Regions from separate parts of the Sus scrofa genome. Here region 1 is linked to region 2. Evidence: chromatin contacts called from public Hi-C data. All regions are on one chromosome and are shown on one strand. The core of a region is the stretch at or near the end of the contact, and the rest is flanking DNA. Distances in the headings are between cores, read along the strand shown.

The links. Hi-C and Micro-C count contacts between places; a contact is called where the count stands out from the background.
Region 1: a Hi-C map of liver shows a contact between it and region 2, with 5 times the contacts expected there. The contact joins two enhancer-like sites. A contact is called at or near these places in 3 of 47 Hi-C or Micro-C datasets (embryonic fibroblasts, liver and skeletal muscle) and 1 of 2 datasets of contacts at active chromatin or transcription factors (alveolar macrophages).

The regions. Positions count from the first base shown.
Region 1 is chr2:145,108,452-145,111,314 of Sscrofa11.1, reverse strand. No RefSeq gene overlaps it. Among named protein-coding and RNA genes, the nearest start is that of NR3C1, 180 kb to the right of the region's middle. Within about 2 kb of position 1,559, at least 10 of the 83 cell types and tissues checked have an H3K27ac peak or open chromatin away from gene starts, as enhancers often do. A contact at or near this core is called in liver, where this site is marked.
Region 2 is chr2:144,936,349-144,939,304 of Sscrofa11.1, reverse strand. It overlaps a transcript of NR3C1 not described here. Among named protein-coding and RNA genes, the nearest start is that of NR3C1, 8.1 kb to the right of the region's middle. Within about 2 kb of position 1,679, at least 8 of the 83 cell types and tissues checked have an H3K27ac peak or open chromatin away from gene starts, as enhancers often do. A contact at or near this core is called in liver, where this site is marked.

The sequences.
Region 1 (2,863 bases), core at 310-2,809, 170 kb before region 2:
TGATGGTAACAGTTGTGATGGAGGTGATGTTGGCAGTGATAATGGTGATGATGCTGATGGTGACAGTTGTGATGGAGGTGATGATGTTGGCAGTGATAATGGTGATGATGCTGATGGTGACAGTTGTGATGGAGGTGATGTTGGCAGTGATAATGGTGATTATATGATGCTCACGGTGACAGTTACAGTGATGCTGATGGTGACAGTTGTGATGGTGGAGATGATGATAAATGGTAATATTAGTGATGATGATGATGATGGGGTGGTGGTGATAAACCAGCATTTGAGGACCTAGGTTGGGCCCATCGCTCAGAAGGATATAAAACTAGAAGTTTGAGTGAGAACTACTGCTTTCAAGAATGTTTGGTGAGATTAAATTAAAATTCTTGAAAAACTATTCAACAGCTTGCTATTATTAGCAATGAGGATATTTCACATTTAGTCAGCATTCACTTCTATGCCAGGCATGGCTCCAAGTAGTTTATATATATTTCTTTCTTTTTTTTTTTTTTTTGTCTTTTTGGGGCCACACCCAAGACATATGGAGGTTCCCAGGTTAGGGGTCGAATTGGAGCTACAGCTGTCCGCCTACACCACAGCCACAGCAGTGCCAGATCTGAGCCATGTCTGTGACTTAGACCACAGCTCACAGCAATGCTGGATCCTTAACCCACTGAGCAAGGCCAGGGATCGAACCTGCATCCTCATGGATGCTAGTCAGGTACGTTACCACTGAGCCACAATGGGAACACCTATATTTCAATTAATCCTTACAATACCCCTTTGAAGAACAAAATGTAATTAGCTCCATGTCAGATTAGAAAGCCTTGGCCCAGAAAGTTTAAGTGTCTGATCTGTGGTCACACTGCTGGGAAGAAATAAAGCAGAATTCAAGCCCAGAACTGTCCAACTCCAGAGTCCAAGCTCACAAACACTGCACTACAGTGCCTGTGTCCCCTCCATGTGTACTGCAGCTATTCTAAGAAGGAAAAGGACTGTGTGCTCTGAGATGGTAGAGAGTACATAAGCTTGAGTGGTTCTTATGAGAAATCCACATAAAAAACTATAAGAGTGTTTGTGGTACCTATGATGGTTTAAGCTGGAGACTGCAAACAAGTACATCACAGAGAGAGTTTCTTGGCCCCACACAATATTTCTAACATTTAAAACCAGATTTTACCTTTGAAATCCAGATGTCTTGCTTTTCTTTATCTGTTGAATGATCTGAAGAACTGGATCATAGTCCAGAATGGCTTTATTTAACTGGAGCAGCTGCTACCTTTAGCTCAGGTAGTTGTTCTTGAGCTTGTCCAGTGCCCCCAACTCCCTGTTTCCTCGGCCTGCAAACATCACTTGTTTGTACACCTGGCCTTGCCCTGTTGATCCGTAAAGAAGACCCTACTGTGGAGGCTCACACACCGGACCAGGGTGCAGTTCAGGTCATGGCCAAGCAGAGATCCTTGCCCAGTAAATGCCGAAGCTGAAGGAAGAGAGCAGGACCTGCCTCTGATGGACCAGCTGTCTCCCCCCAGGGAAGATGGGTCTGTTGCTATAGCAACCGGGGTTTGCTCTGATCAGCTCGACCATCAACCAAGGACTCCTAATCATGCATCGCCTGTCCTTCCTACCCTCCTTGCTGGCTACTGATCATGAGTTCCCTTCTCCCCCTTTCACAACAATATTCTTAACTCACCTCTCATCATTTTTACTGTGATCTTTCCCCTAAAAGGGTTTAGAAAGTTATTTTTGTCTTGTTTTTAACTTTCCACAGGTAGTCGCTCATGTTCACAAGAGAACAGGACCCTAACCACACCATAAAATAATATAAGACCTCCCTTTAAGCCTTTTGTTGAAAAGGGAGCAGATGAAAATAAAGATAGAGATAAGCAGACATCTTGTTTGTATCACAGACACATCAACTATCTTACTTGATCTTCAGAGTAGCCTGGTGCAGTGGGCAGAGTGGGGAGACATGAGCGCAGTTTTTGAAGACTATAGCTTTGAAATGCAATCATCTCAAAGGTTCAGTGGTCAGTAGGCAGGAGAAGGTGGATTAGTGCCCAGGCCTGGCCTGGGATGAGTCAGCGCAGACCTAACTCAGCACCTGCCTCCCAGTTCGTTTACCCTTATCGCAGACCTTTGCTCTGGAAGAACTGAAACTGAAATGCCCAGGCCAAGGAGCTGTGAGTTCTTCTGCCCCTCCTCCCTCTCTCCCCACTTCCAAGAATATGCCAGGCCCTGTGCTGGCCCCAAGCCGCACGGTAAAGTCTGTGTGAATAATGCCAAGAAAGGATGGCTCAAATGCTACAAGAATTCCACTTCATGCATACATGGCTCTTTATGCTTTTTGTCCTAAGAAAGCTTGTAAAGTCATTTTGTACAAACTGCACATGCAGAGTGTGTATCCATTTTACAGACAGAATCAAGGCTCCAAAAAGCTAAGTGACACGCAGCTAGTCAGCTGTAGAGCTGGGAATCAAAGCCTGGTCTTAACACTCTGGGATCAATGACCTTTGCACTACCGATACTACCCACGCCTAACAGTGCCTAGCGCACATACTAGGTGCTCGAGAAGGGCTCGCCAAACATCAGCGAGCATCCATCCCTCTCAGAAAGGCTCAGAACCTCTAACACATCCCCATTTCCCCTTTACAGCCAGGAAGACAAGCCTCTCAGGAATCTTGCAAACCTATTGCTCCGTCAAAGTCAGCAGTGCCTGAAATTAATCACTATCATTTTCACCTAAAGCAACATATGAAGCTAGAGAGATATAAAAACAAACACCTCTGCTGAGGCAGATAACTGCAGATAAAGCTTTTTCTTAGCTTTGTTGACATTCTTCATTGCCCAAGGACAATCTGTT
Region 2 (2,956 bases), core at 430-2,929:
GTGCTCCTTGCTATTTTGTCAAGAAAGGAATGAATGGGAGAGAAAATTACTTGGAGAAGTCCCTTCTATTAATAAAACTCCATGATTAGTTGAATAATAAAATTCATATCAGAACAATAAAATCATATCAGAAGGCCAAAGTAAACCAAGCATATTCAAACGGACGCCTCAAAGCGTCAATCATTGGTGGTGGTTCAGCTGAGAAATTTTCTTTTCTCTGGTCATTAGGATTGAAAGGCTGGGTAAATGGGGAGGAGACGTTTCCCTCCCTCCCTCCCTTTCCCTCTCTCTCTCTCTCTCTCTCTCTCTCTCTCTCACACACACACACACACACAAAACATGTACTATTTTAAAAATTCCATAAGATTTATCAACCTCTCTTCTAAAATGTTAAAGCTGAAAACGACAACCTGTGTGGCAGACTATACGTTGTAGGTGGTTAGGGAGGAAGCAGGGAGGGCCGTGGTAGCCAGAAGTTTGCTGGGTTATAGTAGAGGCCCTCTTTTATGACATGGCAAAGAATAACGAGATCCTGGGAAGTAAAAACGAATATCTGTGCAGCACAAGGGGACTGAGTGAAAGAGTTTTACAATGAAAATGAGCGAAAAAAATCTACTGTAGATTGGGATTGGGATGAACAATTGCTCCCTCTACATGGGCAAAAAAAAAAATTATTATTATTATATTTTTGTCTTTTTAGGGCCGCACCCGCGGCACATGGAGGTTCCCAGCCTAGGAGTCTAATCAGAGGTACAGCTGCTGGCCTACCCCACAGCCAAAGCAACGCCAGATTCCAGCCGCATCTGCAACCTACACCACAGCTCATGGCAACTCGGGATCTTTAACCCACTGAGCGAGACCAGAGATCTAACCGGCAACCTCATGGTTCCTAGTTGGATTCGTCTCCGCTGCGACACGATGGGAACTCCTATGTGGGCAAAAATCTTAAAAGTTCTAGATGAGGAGTTCCTATCCTGGATCAGCGGTAACGAACCAACTAACATCCACAAGGATGAGGGTTTGATCCCTGGCCTCGCTTGGTGGGTTGAGGATTCCATGTTGCCCTGAGCTAAAGTATAGGTTGCCGATGCAGCTTGGATCCCACATGGTTGTGGCTTCGGTGTAGGCCAGCAGCTGCAGCTCCCATTCCACCCCTAGCCTGGGAACTTCCATATGGAGAGGGTGCAGCCCTAAAAAAATAAATAACTAAAAATTAAGAAAAAAATAAAAATAAGTTCTAGATGAGTAAGAAAATGTCTGAGTATTTGAGTTTGTCATGACATGTTACCAGTTTTGGGGGTTCCCTCTCCCCTCTCCCAGGGCAAGGCCATCAAGCCTAGCTGTCTCCATGTGCTTCAAAGAGACGGACTTGAGCTCTAGAGCTGCCTCTGCTTCCTTATCTCCTTCCACATGCTGCTCCCAACTCCATCCCTTAGGGACAGCTTTCTGTGCCCTCACTTCCCCCAACCATGGCGCCTTCTCAGCCTCCGCCAGCAGGTCTTCCCTTAGCACAGGCTGTTCCTGAAAGTCCATCTCTTCCAGGGAGCTGCTACATGGCTAATTTGCCTTCCTTGGCCTCCAAAACGCTTCTCCTGTCCCACCATAGCCTCCCACCTCCACTGCCACCTGCCCAGGCCAAATCTCCACCTTCCCCGCCCCGCCCCCTCCTGCTTTCGGTCTTAGCTCTTAACACCCAGGCTCCAGACTGCTTGTGGAATGAGCTTTCCTGTAGTAAATGAGAGCCCGTCCTTAGTCAGACTGCGGATAAATGTTTAACAAGAGCCGGGAGGGAGTATCTCTGTATCCATCTATTGCACATTTTACTGATAGAAAGAATGCAGAGAACATTATTCACCAAAAAATAATAAAATATACAACACTTTACAATAAATCCCACTGATTTTCACTGAATGGCTTGATTGATTTTTGCCAAACTCTAATATCTATAATCAACCTACAGCTGCAATTCAATTGTGTTTGGCAAAAGCAGATCATGTTTGGTTAATATTCAATTTGGCAAAGAAGTTGCTCATGCCACTGAAGTTCAAACATGAACCATGGTTGATTTTTTTTTTTTTTTAATTAATGAAGGAGATGAAAGTGAAACAAAAAGGTGGACACGTGGACTGCACTTTGTTAATGCCATGAGTGCTTCTTTGTTGATCCGATAATAGTTTTCACGTGCTGGAAAACTATTCCTCCATTTTTTCGTGATCATAAACGAACACACTTTGCAATTCAATCTTTACTGTTAAATTCTCTCACTTTCTTAGGTTTAGACAATCGGCAAAATGAATCAAGCTCTGATTTACATGGTTTTCCAACTTCTGTGGTGTAAATACTCCACCACGACTGGTTTCAAACTGCTGAAATGACATCTTCGAATGCAGAGTGGGGGAAAGATGTGTCCCATCATTATCGTTATGTAGGAGAGCTGGTATACAGCGCAGACAGAAGTAACCTGAAAACATAGCTAGTCGTAAAATAACTAAGAAGTAAAGTGTGGAGCATTCATTACTTTTGTTTTTAAAGGATTATTTTATTTCATTATACATTTCTAAATAATTTAGTTGTTAATCTTGGCCATGATTAATGACTGACTTACCAGAATTCCGGAAAATGTAACCATTAGCTCCCCAAGTGGGCACAGCTGGCTCCACACACTTCTCCGTTGCCACTCCTCTGCTGAAACCCTCAGACCACCCATTCCACTGATGACCCCTATTTCACTGATTATGCGGAGAATGCGCTAAGAGAGGTCATGACAATGTCTGATAAAATTAGTCATTACTTTGGTTGTGGTGAATTAGTGACGCAAAATTCTGCATATCCCTCCCTGTTCTCCCAAGCTTGGTGTTTAAAAACTACTTTTGTATGCATGATCCTCTGTGACTTACAGATTCCTGTGAGATTGTTGGGGGGTAGATATTAAGCTTCTTTACAGGTAGAAAAACAA